Linked DNA regions of Mus musculus: regions 1, 3, 4 and 5 are each linked to region 2. A link is a contact called in public HiChIP or PLAC-seq and promoter capture Hi-C data. All regions are on one chromosome and are shown on one strand. The core of a region is the stretch at or near the end of the contact, and the rest is flanking DNA. Distances in the headings are between cores, read along the strand shown. Region 1 holds the start of Slc19a1 (solute carrier family 19 (folate transporter), member 1). Region 2 holds the start of Cdc34 (cell division cycle 34). Region 3 holds the start of Zfp873 (zinc finger protein 873). Region 4 holds the start of Tdg (thymine DNA glycosylase). Region 5 holds the start of Itgb2 (integrin beta 2).

The links. Promoter capture Hi-C pulls out the DNA fragments that hold promoters and counts their contacts. HiChIP or PLAC-seq counts read pairs in DNA pulled down with a chosen protein or histone mark.
Region 1: a promoter capture Hi-C map of pre-B cells shows a contact between it and region 2, with 3 times the contacts expected there. The contact joins the promoter of Slc19a1 here to the promoter of Cdc34 in region 2. A contact is called at or near these places in 2 of 39 promoter capture datasets (the C10 cell line and pre-B cells).
Region 3: a promoter capture Hi-C map of liver shows a contact between it and region 2, with 4 times the contacts expected there. The contact joins the promoter of Zfp873 here to the promoter of Cdc34 in region 2. A contact is called at or near these places in 2 of 39 promoter capture datasets (hippocampal neurons and liver) and 1 of 9 other capture datasets (liver).
Region 4: a promoter capture Hi-C map of liver shows a contact between it and region 2, with 4 times the contacts expected there. The contact joins the promoter of Tdg here to the promoter of Cdc34 in region 2. A contact is called at or near these places in 3 of 39 promoter capture datasets (hippocampal neurons, liver and pre-B cells), 2 of 484 Hi-C or Micro-C datasets (B cells and muscle stem cells) and 1 of 9 other capture datasets (liver).
Region 5: a contact with region 2 is called in an H3K27ac HiChIP or PLAC-seq map of bone marrow-derived dendritic cells, with 6 times the contacts expected there. The contact joins the promoter of Itgb2 here to the promoter of Cdc34 in region 2. A contact is called at or near these places in 1 of 39 promoter capture datasets (pre-B cells) and 1 of 115 datasets of contacts at active chromatin or transcription factors (bone marrow-derived dendritic cells).

Annotation. Positions count from the first base shown.
Region 1 is chr10:77,031,451-77,034,596 of GRCm38.p6, forward strand. It overlaps Slc19a1 (solute carrier family 19 (folate transporter), member 1), which reads left to right and starts at 1,762. Exons shown (of 6, transcript NM_031196.3): 1 at 1,762-1,897.
Region 2 is chr10:79,680,802-79,683,785 of GRCm38.p6, forward strand. Cdc34 (cell division cycle 34) reads left to right here and starts at 1,394. Exons shown (of 5, transcript NM_177613.2): 1 at 1,394-1,789. The coding sequence starts at 1,613.
Region 3 is chr10:82,046,353-82,049,593 of GRCm38.p6, forward strand. It overlaps Zfp873 (zinc finger protein 873), which reads left to right and starts at 1,771. Exons shown (of 4, transcript NM_001319203.1): 1 at 1,771-1,877. The coding sequence starts at 1,875. Gm46195 (a long non-coding RNA gene) reads right to left here and starts at 1,696. Exons shown (of 2, transcript XR_001779681.1): 1 at 1,537-1,696; 2 at 95-1,234.
Region 4 is chr10:82,628,239-82,631,111 of GRCm38.p6, forward strand. It overlaps Tdg (thymine DNA glycosylase), which reads left to right and starts at 1,600. Exons shown (of 10, transcript NM_172552.4): 1 at 1,600-1,800. The coding sequence starts at 1,778.
Region 5 is chr10:77,528,559-77,531,636 of GRCm38.p6, forward strand. Itgb2 (integrin beta 2) reads left to right here and starts at 1,812. Exons shown (of 16, transcript NM_008404.5): 1 at 1,812-1,901.

The sequences.
Region 1 (3,146 bases), core at 512-3,011, 2.6 Mb before region 2:
ACCCCAAAGAGGCACAGACCTGTCTGGCACAGAGATAATCACAATCTTCCTCCACACCCCCTCTACCTCCTTTACCTTGCCCTTCAGGCTGTAAGTAGTAAGTGGCCCGAGGGTGTAGATAACCAACACAGCCAGATATGGGAGCCTTCCAGCTCACCCTAAAATTCCTCCAGCTACCTGACCATCATTTCCAAAGAATGTGACATTTGTTCCTGTCCCTTTCAACTCACAAGGACTTGCATTGCTGGACCAAGTCTGGCGTGGTTAATGGCAAGGGTCCTGCAGATTTCCCAGGCAGGAGGTGGGGGTAGCAGCCAGCCCCAAGAGCGCATGCATGCCTGCTGCCAACTTGTAGAGAGGAGCCAGTGCGTTTTCCAAACGTGCCATGAGGCCCGCCATTGCTTTCCACATCTCTGGCCAGAGAAGCACTCTAGCTTCCTGATTCCCTTGTATAGCAACTAGGTGGCCAGCACCTTTGCATGTACCAAGAAGGCCCAAGTCCAGAGGGGTGTGGCCCCCATGGGCTGGGGAGGAGCCGTGCTGGTGTGGAGACTGGGTTCTCACACCTGGGACCCCATTCGTATAGATGACCATACCTATAGTCTAACCTCCCGGCACCCCACCACCTTGGGAATCTATTAAACCAGAGTTGCTGGTCGGCCATTCCTCTTTGGACCCATGCCCCTCTCCATTCGTTCTACTTTGCTGCCCTCGCAAGTACTCCGCCAAAACCCATCAGGAGGAAAGAGGCTGGTTTCAGGGAGCCCCGCCCTCTCCCAACCCACCTCAGGCTGCTAGCAGCCTCCACCTGCTGAGCATCAGCTGAACATCCCTGCTGGGGTGAGAGTTTGAAAGATTGGGGGATTGGTGGTGAAGGAGGGTGGGGTGGGGCCTAAAACGCTTAGGCCAGACTTCTGTCCCTGTTAACAGTCAAGTAGGTTGATACAAGGTGAGTAAGGTTTTGTGTGTGTGTGTGTGTGTGTGTGTGTGTGTGTGTGTGTGTGTAGGGGGTCTCCATGCATAGCTCAGCGCAATCCGTCGGTGCCCTTGGAACCTAAAGACGCTGATACCCAAACGAAGGGCGTGCACAGCTGGTGCAGTCTATATCTAGCGGTCAATGCCTTGGTGCCTGGAATGCTTTAGCAGGTGGTCGCGGGGCGCTCGTCTCAAGAGGAGCCGGACAGAGCCAGCGCAGACTTCTGCAGGCCAGCAGGGGTCAGGGGCGGACCCGGGGAGGGGCCTTGCTTGGTCTTAGGCCGGGCGGTCACCTCTGTGCTCGATCAGATCAAGCAATCTGCTGTGAGCTGAGACCCGGTCAAGCGCTGGACGGGTAGGGGGCTCGTAAAGGGGCTCAGGCGGGCTGCGGGGCCCAGGGGTTGGGTGAAGAGGAGACGGGATGGAAGGGGGCGGGGAAGAAGGGACTTATTGGAGAGGCGGACAGAGAGGGTCGGCTTGAGGAGGAAGCACAGGAGCCCGAACACTGGGCGAGCGTACTGAAGGGGGCCTGGAGTCTAGAGATGTAGGTTCTTAGGGCACAGGCTAGCAGACGCGCCACCGGTCGTCCGCTCCTCAGGGAACCACAAGACCCACCCGGTAGTAAATCTCCAAGTGTAGAGGGCGCGTGCATGAACCCCCTGTGGAAGTAGCTGCGGGTGTAGCCAGGTGTTTGCCCCGCCTCCTGGAAGTTCTGCGGCTGCGCCTCCTGTCTACCACGCTGGCCACTCCTTCGGGGCGTGGTCAGTCAGGTAACCACGCCTCTCCATGCGGCCCTTGAGCCTACGCGCGGGTTTTTGGGTGTTGTAGTCTGCGTGTGCGCGTTGAATCAGCCACAGGCCTGTGGGACGCAGAGCTAGGAATCCATTCTATGCGTGCCTGGGGAGCCACGGGGTAGTGCAAGGTACGGTTCTGTTCCTTCCGGTGTCCTGAAGACGAAAGCGGGCTGAATTCTCCACTACAGAGGACCGCGGAGTCCTTGGCGCGACTACAAAGCTCCAGGCAGGGTTTGTAGCGTGCGGAAGGCGCATGCGGGGTCTGCTGGGTGGAAGACAAGCAGAAGTCTTTGGGATGCATAGGGGCAGTAGGATAGGTGTGGGACACGGGCTAGTATCTGTGGGGTGTCAGGGTCCTTCTGTGAATACAGAGTATAGGTGAGGACCTCAGCGTTACGAGCCTCGGGGCAAGAGTCTGAGTGCTGGCCCGCATCCTGGGCTCATGGTTGCAGAACCGTCGGGAGGATAAATCCCCAGGCTGCCTAGTGGGACCTTTGAGCGCCATTTCTCTCCTTGTCATTCCTCTGGAACGGAGTTCTTTTGCTTTCAAAGTATCTTCCTCAGGTCAGGAATCACCACGTGCGCCTGCCCCAGCGACTTTAGAGCACGTGTTGCCTGCAAGGAAACCCCACTGCCCACGCCCTGGACGTGGCGCGCCTCCAAGGCTCATTGTTTAGCTCAGAGGTTGTAGGCACCCTGACAACTGTTAACAACTTCCCTTTGGAACAGGTGGAATCTGCAGCTTGTACAGGCTGCCTGTAGTAGCCAGTCTTTTCTGTACTTCCAGCATCTCTGTGACAGGGATACTAGACTTGGCTAATAGCCTAGGAATAAACCATATTGACGTGACTCCTCACCCGGTGAGTGTTCCCATCCTAACTTCCCTGTCTTCACGATGTTGGTCGGAACCTCAGGGGGCTAGAAGATGTTTGTGGGCCTTCTCTCAGTGGAGAGGATAGACTAAATCCTTAGACTTGCTTGCCTGACTGTTAAGAAGTAGCCTCCTCCCAGTGAGACTCAAGGACTCCGGGAGCTGCTCAGATGGACTCAGCAGGGCACAGAGCCTCTGACTTTGCAGAGCCTGACACATTCTCCGGGCTAGGGAGCCGGATGTGTGCCTTCCAACAAGGCACTGGGGCTGAGGAAAGAGATTGATTCTGGGCATTTGAGCCAGTGGCAAAGATACAGTCAACACTCAGCCACCACAATGGGAGAAGGGCATTGGCGTTTGTTTTCCCCCCTTCCTTAATTAAAAGGAACCTTCCTGTTTCAAGATAAAAAGAAAGTGGGCCTTGGAAAGAAGTTTGTGAACAGTTGTATTCCACACTTCTTACCCACCTCCACCCCTACCCCCATCTCTCACACGGGTGCTAGGCT
Region 2 (2,984 bases), core at 144-2,643:
GTGCAGGCTCGCCTGGGAGTAGGGAGAAGTATGTTCCACCTGAAGGGAGGGGCACCCTGTCCGTTTATACATCAAGGGCTTCCTAAGTGCAGGCTGTGGGAGTGGTCATCTCAGACACACAGGAAAACCTGAGCTACTTGCTATGTGCTGACAACTAGGTGACAGTGTAAGATGGGCAGTGTGACATGCACAACAGGGGCAGATACTTCTGGAAGTCCTTGGAAAAGAGCGTGACCAGAAAGACTTCTAGCCCAAGAGTCTAGGGCTCCCAGGGGGAGGACAGCCAAGGTAGTGCCACACATGAAGTGGCATTGGACCCTGGGCTCTTCCCTGGTCATATCAACCAGCCCCACCTTTGACACCGTTTCCCTGTCCCCAAACAGGTCTACCTGCTATCCCCGACATGACAGGATGTCGGAGCACCTGTGGTGGGAGCTGCCCTTTCCCAGCCCCAAGTGTTGATGCAGCTGTAGTCCTCCAGAACGCCCACAGTCAGGGTGAGTGGCCAGTACAGCCTAGGGACAGAACCACCCACCCCTAAAGGTCACGGGTACACCACACACACACCCTGCTGCAAAGCTTAAATATGCTGCCACCACCAATACTAATGACCAAATGTCCAAGAAAGGAGTTATGGGTGTCTGTGCTGAACAACCTCAAGGTCTTTGCGTGTCTGTTCCGGATCCTGTAAACTTTTGGGTTATGCCTCACCACTGCTTTCTGGTCGATTTAAGCAAGACTAGGGTGTGGTCAAAGGTCAGTCTGAAGGGGTTCAGACTCCACCTCCTGGAAGCCACGTCTGCAAACCCCAAGTCGTTGATTCCCTGCGCTTCTACCTGAGCCCATAGAGACCAAATGGGGCCATCTAACGCTTCATGCTGGGAAACAGGGGCGGATCCTGCTCCGCTCCCGCACAAGCCACGCCCAATTCCCCACCCACAACCACGCCCCCTGAACGTCACAAAAAAAGGCCCCCAAAGCCGCAGCTGCCACTCCGCAGCGCGCAGCCCGGCCCTGCCGGCCACCCCGCACACAGGCATCCGCGGAGCTCTTCCGGCCGGAGGCGACGGCGGCCTCCGGAGCTTCGGAAACGCAAGGCGCCTGCGCGGCAGGGCGGGGGACGACGACTACACTTCCCGGTGTGCCCCGCGGGCGGGCGCGCAGACACATTCCGGACCCGGTGGAGGCGTCGCACAGGCGCATTCTAGACCCGGCAGTGGCGCGCAGGTGCATTTCCGGCCCGGCAGCAGCGGCGCGCAGCCGCACTCTAGGCCCGGGTGTGGCACGCAAGCGCTTTCGGGGCCCGAAGGAGGCACGCAGGCGCATTCGGGGTCGGGAGCCGGTGCGCAGGCGCATTCGAGGCCCGGCGGCTGCGGCGCGCAGGCGCGTTAGGCGCGGGCCGGGCCGGGCCGAAGCGAGCGCCGGGCGGGCAGCGGCGCCAGAGCGAGTGGAGCCTTCGGGGTCCCCGGGTGGCGGCGGCGGCGGCGGTGCAGAGGAGGAAGGCGGCGGCTCTCCCCCTGCCGGCGCGCGACCCGGTCCGTCTCGCGAGCTCGCGCCGGTCCCGCGGCCCGGCCCGGCCCCGGGCCCCTCCGTCGCCGCCGCCGCCACCGCCATGGCCCGGCCGCTGGTGCCAAGCTCGCAGAAGGCGCTGCTGCTGGAACTGAAGGGGCTGCAGGAGGAGCCGGTGGAGGGCTTCCGGGTGACGCTGGTGGACGAGGGTGACCTGTACAACTGGGAGGTGGCCATCTTCGGGCCCCCCAACACCTACTATGAGGGCGGCTACTTCAAGGTGAGCAGAGCCTCAGTTTCCTCTTTGTGCCTGCCTCTCTCCCAGGCTCCTCGTGCAAAGCGGCTCCTCCCTTTTTTGTTGGGCACGTGCTGACCTTACCCCGGGGACTGGTCTCCCTAAGCTGTCCTCCAACAGGCTACAGGATCAGGGACTGCTAATGTATGCCGCATGCCCAGGCAACTCCCCACCACGAGACGCAGGGGCCTCTAGAGCCTGCTGCTGGTCAGCGTGTTCCCAGGTTGTCCTACACTGGACTAAACTTGTACCTGGGAAAGGATCTTTCCCTGTTGTCCCCACCCTTCCATAATGCTTCTGGTAAAGGGTCTCTCCGGGGACAGTTGTTTTCCTTCTTGTCCCGTCCCCCTCTCAACCCCCCCCCTCCGGTTAGTTCCCCCTACCCCAAGACACAGAAGCCTCTGGAGCCCCCTGCTGGCAAGCATTTTCCCAGGTTGTTCCTCACCCTACCAGCATGTGGTAAAACCTGGAAAGGTTCTTAGGTTGTCCCAAGACATAAAGGACCACGGGCAGCTGCTAGCTGGTATCCCAAGGCCCTGCCCCCTACGCTGGAACACAGAACCAGGGCAGCCGCTGGCCGATGTGTCCCCAGAGAAGGGACGTGTAGCCTGGACAGCCACCTGCTCCAGTTCCAGTAGAGGCCCTGATAGGGCCTTGGCAGCCTTGCCTGCTTGGACAACAGCCACCTTTAGCCCTAGCCAGGCTTTATGTAATGCATTCCAAGGGGGCAGTGGGGGGTCCACCCTGAATCTTGGAGCCACACCCTGGGTTCCTTCTTTGGGCCCTGGACCCTAGAGCTCTGTGTTTGCCCCACCCTGACAGCCTTTCTCAGGTTCCACTGAACAGGTGGCTTCTTAGGGGCCTGATTTTTCCTTCTAGATAGTGTCGTCTGCCCTCTGGTGGCTTCACGCTCAATGCACCAGATGTTCTTGTGGTTGGGAGCAGGGAACACTGGGAAGCCTCCAACACTGGAAATGTGTGGCCAGCTATAGGTACCCCCATCAGCACAGTTAGATCATCCTGCTTACTGGGGGCTAGAATAACTAGCAGAATCACAGAATCTCATGCTAGGGCCAAAAGGGACAAGATGAGGACCGGGTGGATGCACAAATCCCAGCCAATCTAGGGTCCCTAGTGTAGGGCCATGGTAGATATTTGTTTGTGTGTCTTCTTCCTTGCC
Region 3 (3,241 bases), core at 521-3,020, 2.4 Mb after region 2:
TTAAATTCTCATAATGCCACATACCCCAATGCCAGGTACCTGATCAATGTTTTGAGGGCATTTTTTCTAAGAAACAACACAAGGAAAGAATGCCTTAACAGATGTCACAATTTTAGTGATAGCCACATGAGAGCCATGTTGTACAACTGCCTGTCCATTTGGGTTCACACCATTCAATTATTGTAAAAGGCATAAGCATTGTTGAGTGTGTGCCTTAGTTACGGTTCTATTGCTATGAAAAAACACCATGACCATGGCAAGTCTTATAAAGAAATCTATTTAGTTGGGGCTGGCTTACATTGTCAGAGGTTCAGTCCATTATCATCATGGTAGGAGCATAGCAGTGAGCAGGCAGTCAAGGTGTTGAAGGAGCCAAGAGTTCTACATCTTGATCTGATTGTACCCAGTACAGGACAGGCTGTCTTCCCTAGGTAGCCACGAGGAGGCAGTCTCCCACACTGGATGAAGCTTGACCATAGGAGCCTCAACACCCACCTCGCTAAGTGCCACACATCTTCCAAGGCCATACCTACCCCAACATTGACACACCTGAGTCGTGCCAATCCCCATGGGCCAAGCACATTCAAACCACCACATTCCATTTCCTGGCCTTACATCCTTGTTTAAACACACAAGTCTATAGGGGCCATCATAGCCACAATGCAAAAGTCCCCATAGTATATCATAGTCTCAACAATGTTTAAAAGTCCAAAGTTCAGAGTCTCTTCTGAGACTTATGCAATCTCTTAACTGTAATCACCTGAAAAAAAATCTCAATCATAATGGAAATTGTGTATTTTCAACATCACAGGATGCACATGACCAGTCCAAAATTATAGTGAGGAAATACTGGACCAAAGCCAGACCAGAAATCAGCTGGGGAAACGCCAAACTCTGCATTTTCATGTCTAATCTCTAACTCCTTTCAGCTTTGGTGACTGAAACACAATTCTTTCTCTTGGCTGGCTCCACTTCCTATTAGCAGTTTTCCTTGGCAGGTATTCTATGGCTCTGGCATCTCTAATATAGTCTCCGAGGCAACTTCAACTTCACACCTTCTTGTTCCAATGTTGGGGATCCACACACATTATCTTCTGGGCTCCTCCAAAGGGCTTGAGTCATATCTCCAGCTCTGCCCTCTGTAGCACTCTGCGCTGTTCTTGGTGATCATCCCTTGGTTTTGGGCTCTCCAGTATGCTCTGGTCTTGTGCTCCAACTAGGCTCCATCAATAGCCTCTCAGGCAGACCAAGAGATCGGGAATGTAAAGGGTAGATGAAAAATAAAAATACATCCCCACCCCTAGGTAATCTAAATGGTTGGATTATAAAGGGAAGGGCCGCTGTGGGAAGCAGGGCTGTAGAAGTTCAGGGTAGGGTCGGGGCATGCCAGCCAACTCTGTAAGCAGTATGGACTGAGGGATGCAGGGAGAAGTTGACAGACAGCCTCTGCGCTGATAAAGTACCCACCTTAGTTTTTTATCCCTGGTTGTAGGACCTAACATTCTGTGCCCAGGAGGAAGAAGGGGAAATACCTACTGTGTGAAGGAGAAGTGCCGGAATGACTTTGCAATCCAGGCACAAGTTCAGCTGCAATGCCAATCTCCACAGCTCTGGGAAAGTTCTGTCCCTGCAAACCACTGTGCATTGTCCCTGTAAGGCACTCTTGACTCTAGAGTGTTAGCGCCTGTCACAGAGGCCTTATTAACCAATCAGAGCCTGGATTCGGACTGCCAGTCAGAACGGAGGCGGGCACTTCCGCCACCATGCTGCAGGTTTGACTGTGAGTCTTAGGGAAGCTCTTGTGGTTCTGTGTGCTGCTTTTTCAACTGCTGCTAGGAGCTGTGAGGAGAGTGGGTGAGCCCGGAATCCGCACCATGGTGAGCGGGGCCGCCGTCCCCACGCGGGGAGGATCTGCGGGAGCCCGGGGTGCGGGAACCGGCGGCGAGACGCGGGGCCCGGTGTGATTCCCTTTGTTCCCCCTGAGGTCCCCTCATCTCCCAGGCGGAGGCGGGACCTCTGATCGACTTAGTTCCCCTCTCTGCGCCTGCGTACAACTTGGGACGCCGGACCTGCTGTCCGCAAAGTGCAAAGCACCATTCAGTGCACGCGCATGCGCGGGTTTCACGGTAGCCAGATTTTCTGACTTGCAGAGCTCTAGTTTCTCTAGAGTCTTCTAGAAGTTCTTCACTTGGCATTTGCCATTCAGGTGTGGGCTCCATCTCCAGTGAATTCTGCGCAGGTGTAAAGTCTGTGCTATTAACACATTCGCATGCAGATGCCACCGTGGTCCAATCCCATGTGTAAGACCAGACTTACTGGGTTACCTACATTAACTGTGTTGCTGTTTCTGAGTGCTCTCTCGTGTTTTGTTGGTCTCTTTCTTTCTCAAACAGCACAGTCTTTATCGCAGGTGTAGGGTAACTTAGAAGCCAGACGGTGTCACTGTGCTGTTTATTCAGCCTTGTGTGTTCATGTTTTCTTTCATGCTGACCTTTTGTCATCGGCTTTCTGTCGTTCATTGCAGAAATCGTTAGACTCTTTAGTGGACGTTTGTTGAATCCATAGCTCAGATTGTGTCCTGCAATAATACTGAGACTTCTTGTCTACAATCTTGCAATTTCTCTCCTTTGATTGAATTCGTTGATTTTTTTTTTTTTATTATATATTTATAGTTTTGGCAACCGATATTTGTCCCACTTCTGTGTATTTCTGGCCATTTTATCCATGGTGACATATAAGAGATATGGGGATCTGTACTTTTAATTTACTACATTTGTTTCTTGTACACAAGTGTTTGGCTTTCTTGTATTTGTGTTTATCAGTTGGGTGTTTGGTGTCCATAGAAGACCAAAGAGGCCATTAGATGTCGCCACCAGGATCTAGGAATAATTTTTTACCACCATGTTAGTGCTGGGAACCAAACCCAGCTCTTCCACTAGAGCAGAAGTCTTAGTTGCTGAGCCATCTCTTCTGTCTTAAACTTGACAGACTTTGAAAAATTTGCATGTGAGTGTGCCCATTTCACAGGCTGAAAACTGAGGGTTAAGGTGATTGAGGTTTGTTAAAAGTCTTGTGTTTGGGAGTTGGGAGATGTCTCAGAGGTACTGTTTGAGACTCGGTCTGTTTGACACAAGCTAGAGTCAGACTGGCCTGTGGGCAAATGTGTAGGGTATTCTCCTGATTAATGATTGATATAATAGTGCTTACCCCACTGTGTTTGGTGCCACCATGGCCACCAGTC
Region 4 (2,873 bases), core at 350-2,849, 2.9 Mb after region 2:
CGCTGACAAGAGGCTACCTCAAAGCCTAGGTGTCATCACTCTGGGATTCACGGAGAGGGCTAGACGCCGTTAGACAACTCTCTGGCCAAACACCCACAGCAGACATTGAAAAGAAATTAAATGAAAACTCTTGGGGCTGGAGAGATGGCTCAGCGGTTAAGAACACTGACTGCTCTTTCAAAGGTCCTGAGTTCAAATCCCAGCAACCACATAGTGGCTCACAACCATCTGTAATGAGATCTGACTGCTCTCTTCTGGAGTGTCTGAAGACAGCTACAGTGTACTCACATAAATAAATAAATAAATAAATAAATCTAAAAAAAAAAAACAAACAAACTCTTAGAACCTCCGAAAGTCAAGTATGGTGATACATGCCCTGTAATCCCAGTCAGTATGCAAGAGAGTGAACAGGAGACTTGCCTCAGGTTGAGGCCAGCCTGGACTACAGCTGCAAAGCTCTAAGCCAAGTCAGGGGTACACAGTTTTGTAATTATCTCAAAAACCAAAAGAACCTCCGAGAAATCGAGGTGAGATTGCTGTCTAAGGTTCTAAAGCAGAGATGCATCTAGCATCTAGGCGAGTGTTTGTCCATCTCCAACGTAGACAACTGTTTATGGAAATCTTTGTAATCTACCAAGAGCTTCCCCTTACAGATTAGTAAACTGAGGCCCAAACATTGGTGGCTTCCAATCTTAGGTTTTCCAGTTCCAATCAGCCCTACTCCTCATCACAGGAATTGACAAGAAAGACAATTGAAAAGAAAGAATGTTGTTTTGTGTAAGGCACAATATTTATTTATCATTATTATAATTATCATTTTAGTTTTTCACGACGGAGTTTCTCTGTGTAGTATTGCCTGTCCTGAAACTCGCTCTATAAACCAGGCCAGCCTCGAACTTAGTTCTGCCTGCCACTGTCTATGCAAATGCTGGGTCGCCCAGCCAAGACACATAGTTGCGGGGGAGGGGGTGGTTGTTTTCATTTTAATTTAATTAACTTTACGTCCCGTTCACAGCCCCACCCCCACCCAGTCCCACGCTTACAAATCCTGCCCCCTTCTCTTCTCAGAGAAGAGGAAGCCCCACTTGGGTAAGACTCTGGTACATCTAATCTCAGCAAGTGTAGGCACATCCTTTCCCACTGAGGAAACACGCAGTCCTCTTCCCCCAGTCCGCGCTGGGTCCACTGGCAAGGAACAGAGACCTAGACAGCCCCTGTTCCACTTGTAGGGGACTCACACGGACACCAAGCTTCACATTTGCTACAAACGTGTAGAGGGGTCTAGGTCCAGCTCCTGAAAGCTCCCTGGTTGGTAGCTCAGGCTCTGTGAGCCCCAAGTCAGGTAGCTTTTAATCCGCACAAAATTTGAGGTGAAAAGACATGAATTTGCCACCACGCATAATACATCCTAAAGGCCATCACCCTTAACCCACACCTTCAAGGAAACTTAGAGCCCACAAAAGCTGACGTCAGCCGGGCGCTCCCCATCCTCGCCGAGATCCACGTTTCCCGAAAGGCTAAGCGGCGGTCGGGGCGCCCCGAAAAGGACACGCCATTGGCCTGGCCAGCATCACGTGATGGCGAGGCCGCCGGCCTCCTCGGAGGGGGACGGAAGTGCGCTGGGGACTCGCCGCGGTGATGTAGCAGCGTGGGAGGGGCCGAGGCCAGCGCCGTCCATCCACCGGCCGCCCCGATCCTGTGGTGAGTCCGCGCGCTGAGCGGCAGAGCGGGCGCCCGTGGGCTCGGCAGGAGTGGCCGTACCCTCGGCGGCGCCGCCATGGACGCAGAGGCCGCGCGCAGGTAACGCGGGCGCTCGCGGCTGGGGTCGGTCAGGGCCGCGGCCCGCACAAAGGCCGGCTTGCGCGTGCGCAGTGGGGACCTCCCCGCTCCCCACACGTCCCCCCCCCCTCCCAGGTCCGCGCACGTCCTCTGCCTCCCGTACCCGCGAGCTTTAAAAGGTGGTGTGTGCCCGGCCGCAGCCTCCGCCCGCGCGGTTCTTCACCCTCCGTCACCGTGGACTGTAAAGGCGAAGCGGGTACCCTGTGGCCGCGGTTGCTGCGGGGTCCTTCTCATCCTCGCGGGATAGATACTATTGCTGTGGAGTGTGTATAACACGCTAAGAAGTCAATCTGTAGATGTCTTTCATTCTGGGATGGTCTTTAAAATTGTCCCTTAGTGGTAATGGGGATGTCAGGGCGGGCCTGACAAAGTATAGGTTTGGGGATTTAGACTCTTCGCAGAAAGCTAAGAAAAACAAAATGGCAAGGTCTTCGCAGGTAAAAGGAATGGAGATTTAGGTATTAGCCCTGCCTGGCGAAGAATTAGCTTGCCTCTAAGTGGCAAATGGACATTGAACTTAGGCAAGAGATTCTGTCTTCAGCCCGCCTTCCCACTCGACGGCTGTATTATGGTACATCTTTGAGCAGATTGACGGGGGCTGATGGCAGTCCATGGGAGTTGAAATGAAAGTCTGGTTTACCACTCAAAGATCCAAGGGACACTGCAGAAGGGCCTCTACTCACAGGACAGGTAGACCTATCTTAAAGCCTTTACCAACTACAGGGTGCCAGGGACCTGCTGGTGAAAGTGGGAAATATGCCGGCCCAACTTTCAGAGGGGTTTGTAGAACTGATAGGTTGAACTGGAGTCTACATAAATACATGCTGAATGGATGCAATAGTGAATCATTAACAAAAAGAGGCACAATATTACATGTGTGTGTACGTGTGTGTGGTCTGTCTCTCTCTCTCTCTAACCCAAGACTAAATAGTGTGTGTGTGTAAGACCTTGATGTCATACTACTGAAATGATTTAAAAATGAACCCAGATTTTTATTATTATTTGGGAGTGTGTGGTTGGGGATTGAGCCCAGA
Region 5 (3,078 bases), core at 562-3,061, 2.2 Mb before region 2:
GTGTCTTTGTGAGTGCTGTGGCGTATGCCCACGTTTGTCTGTTTGTGAGGGAGCTGGCTTGTGCATGCATGCTCTCGTGGAAGCCAGGGGTCTTCCTCAATTGCCCTCTGCCTCATTTTTTGAGACAGGATCTCTTTGCTGAGCTCAGAGCTTACCGATGAGCTAGACTGGCTGACCAGTGAGCATCAAAGATCCAAGAGGACAATAGTCCATATCTCCAGCTCTGGAGTACCAGGCACACACAGCCACACCCAGCTTTGCGCATGCCCAATGGGGTGCTGAGCTCACGTCATCAAGTTTGTGTTGCAAGCACTTTACCCTCTGAGCTATCTCCCTGGCCTCTGAACTATGCCTTTCTGATATTTGGTGGTGTTTGTTAGTATTTTCTACAAGTATGTGCAGGTCTTTCATTCTTGACTTTTGTCCCCCGTTCCCCGTCCTTTATGAGCTAGGATCTTACAGTTCTGCCTGGCTGGTCTTGAATTCACAGCGGTCCTCCTTTTTTTTTTTTTTTTTTAAAAAAAAGATGTATTTGTTTTTTTTATGTACATGAGTACACTGTAGCTATCTTCAGACACACCAGAAGAGGTCATCGGATCCAATTACAGATGGTTGTGAGCCACCATGTGGTTGCTGGGATTTGAACTCAGGATCTCTGGAAGAGCAGTCAGTGCTCTTAACCACTGAGCCAGTGGTCCTCCCGCATCAGCATCCTACATTCTGGTATTACAAGTGTGAACTGATACACCTGCTTTCCAACAATGTTCTTTCAACAGTTGGCATCTTTTGCACATTTTTTTTCAACTGTGAGAAGATATAGAAAATATGCATAAAGGTTCAGGGCTATTAACTTCTTGTAACCCTCTCAACCATTATCACCAGGATGTCCTGCATAGCTGATGTCCCCACTCCACAGCTTTATCTTCATGTAACTATGTCTTTAAAAATTCTACCAAGCATACTACACGAAGAAAGAGTAACACATGAACACCCAGGTCTTCAGCCAACACCCCCCCCCCCAACCCTCCGCTGTGGTCACCTCCTGGCCTCTGTCTTGTATCCACACCCACCTCCAACCCCCATCCTGATTACAAGGAAGAAAATCTGCCATGTTTTTCTACCATTTGCGAGCATTTCAGCATGTAACTCTAAAGATGCAGGTAGTGGGATGTAACCATGAAACATTGTTGCGGAAAGAATTAACTGTTTCTCAACAAGGCTGACATCTCAAATCTTATGCTAAAGGTTCCCAACTCCCTTTGGTGTCTCTCTTTCTGCCCTCTCTCCTCTTGCAACTAGTCAGGTGGGGTTTTGTTCACCACTAACTTTGTGATTGAGCTCCTACAGTGTTACTTAACACATCCCTCCATGCCCCACTCTGCCCCATTTCTCTGCCCAGGACCTTCCCCTGCCTCCTTCTTCCCATTCGCCTGCTTCCTCGAGTGGGCTACCACCTCAGCCCATCCACTTGTAGCTGGGTCCTTCTCCCAGACTGAGAACCCACACAATCAGCCTCTGCTTCCGCCTGCTGGTCCATGAATCCCTACCTCTTCTTGACATGTGAGAGAGCCCCTCGATGCTATCAATGGCTGCTGCTTCCAACAGTAGCCCCTCCACTCTTGCCGTAAAAGCTTGTCATCGCCTACAAGCCCCTCCCTCTCTCAGTGTCTCTTCTCTAACGTCCCACGTGTAAAGGGGCTGAGGTGATACCCACATGTGGGCCAATCAGCCAAATGTCACTCAACTTCCTCCTGGGCGCTGACTTAGAACAGGAAGTGTCAGGCGGGGGGGCCTCAGCGGCTGTGTTCTTTAGACACAACCACACAGCCAGCTGGCAAGAAGTAGGCAAAGACATCTCCAGTCAGATTCTCGGAGTGGAGGCTTCCTGGGACTGAGAGGGGGTGAGTGCAGGGCTCCTGTGTTCAGGTAGCTCTTATGGGAAACACCTCAGAAGTGGGCTCTTCCGGTGGAATTTCTCTTTATGACTCCAGCCCGACAGGCACTGGTGGCCTTTCCCCATCTCTCACCTTGCCTATCTGTCAAAAAAATGGTCTTGTACATGTGGCTTCTGGCTATTCAGACTCTCCTGACTGACGTCCAGGGATGGGAGGCCTGGTACCACAGCTGAGCAGAGTTTCAGGAGCGCTGGGAACATCTGTAACTGTGGGTCAGCAGGCAGCCGACTGTGTTGATTCTCTCTCTGTGATAGTCGTGGATGCCCGGGACTGAGGAAGGTCAGCTATGATAAGGGGTAGGGGTGGTGGTGGAGGTGGCTGGGACAGATTGTGGGAGGGAAGGGGTCACATACTGACACCCACCTACTATGAATGGAAGTAGATACTTATGGTCATGAAGGTGAGTGTCAGATTGGAGGTAATGAGCAAGAGAAGGAGCTGCTGAGATGTCCATTGTCCCCATCTGCTTTAAAATGGCGTGTGGGGAGTGTGTATGTGTGTGTGGGGGGGGGGGTGATTCTCAGTCTACCCTGCAAGTCTCTGGAACCTGGGCTCCAAAATGCCCAGCCCAGCTTACAGCATAGCAGATAATAAGGAAGTCCTCTACCCAAGAATCCCACCCACATACCATAGTGGCCAGGCCTGGGGCCAGCAACCACAGGGTCATATCCCAGATAGGGGGAAGGTGTCAGGTGACAGACACCCTTTCTACATCCACCAGTGAGTGAGCAGATGAGAGATTGTTGACTGCTGCCATAAGCAGGAGTAAAATGAGCAAGTCCTGAGGGTTAGTTAGGGCTGGAGAGGCCCAAGTTTCCTATCTCCTCCTTTCTCCAACATTTCTCTGTTGACATATGTGGACACAGTCTTGCCGCAGGCATGCATTAGGCTGGGGTGAATTGTGTTCACTGCGATTGTGGAGGAACCATGCAATCATCCTTTGCAGGAAGTGCTGCAGGGGGCCGGGGGCTATCTTTGATACACAGCTTGGGAGGAAGCCTTCTGCTCTCTATGGAGAAAGGGTGTGAACTGGGGAGGCCACTGAACTCTGGGGAAATGAGAGGGTGGGCTGACTGGCTCTGCAAACTCCAAATGTCTGCAGTCAATAATGACTCAAAATTCC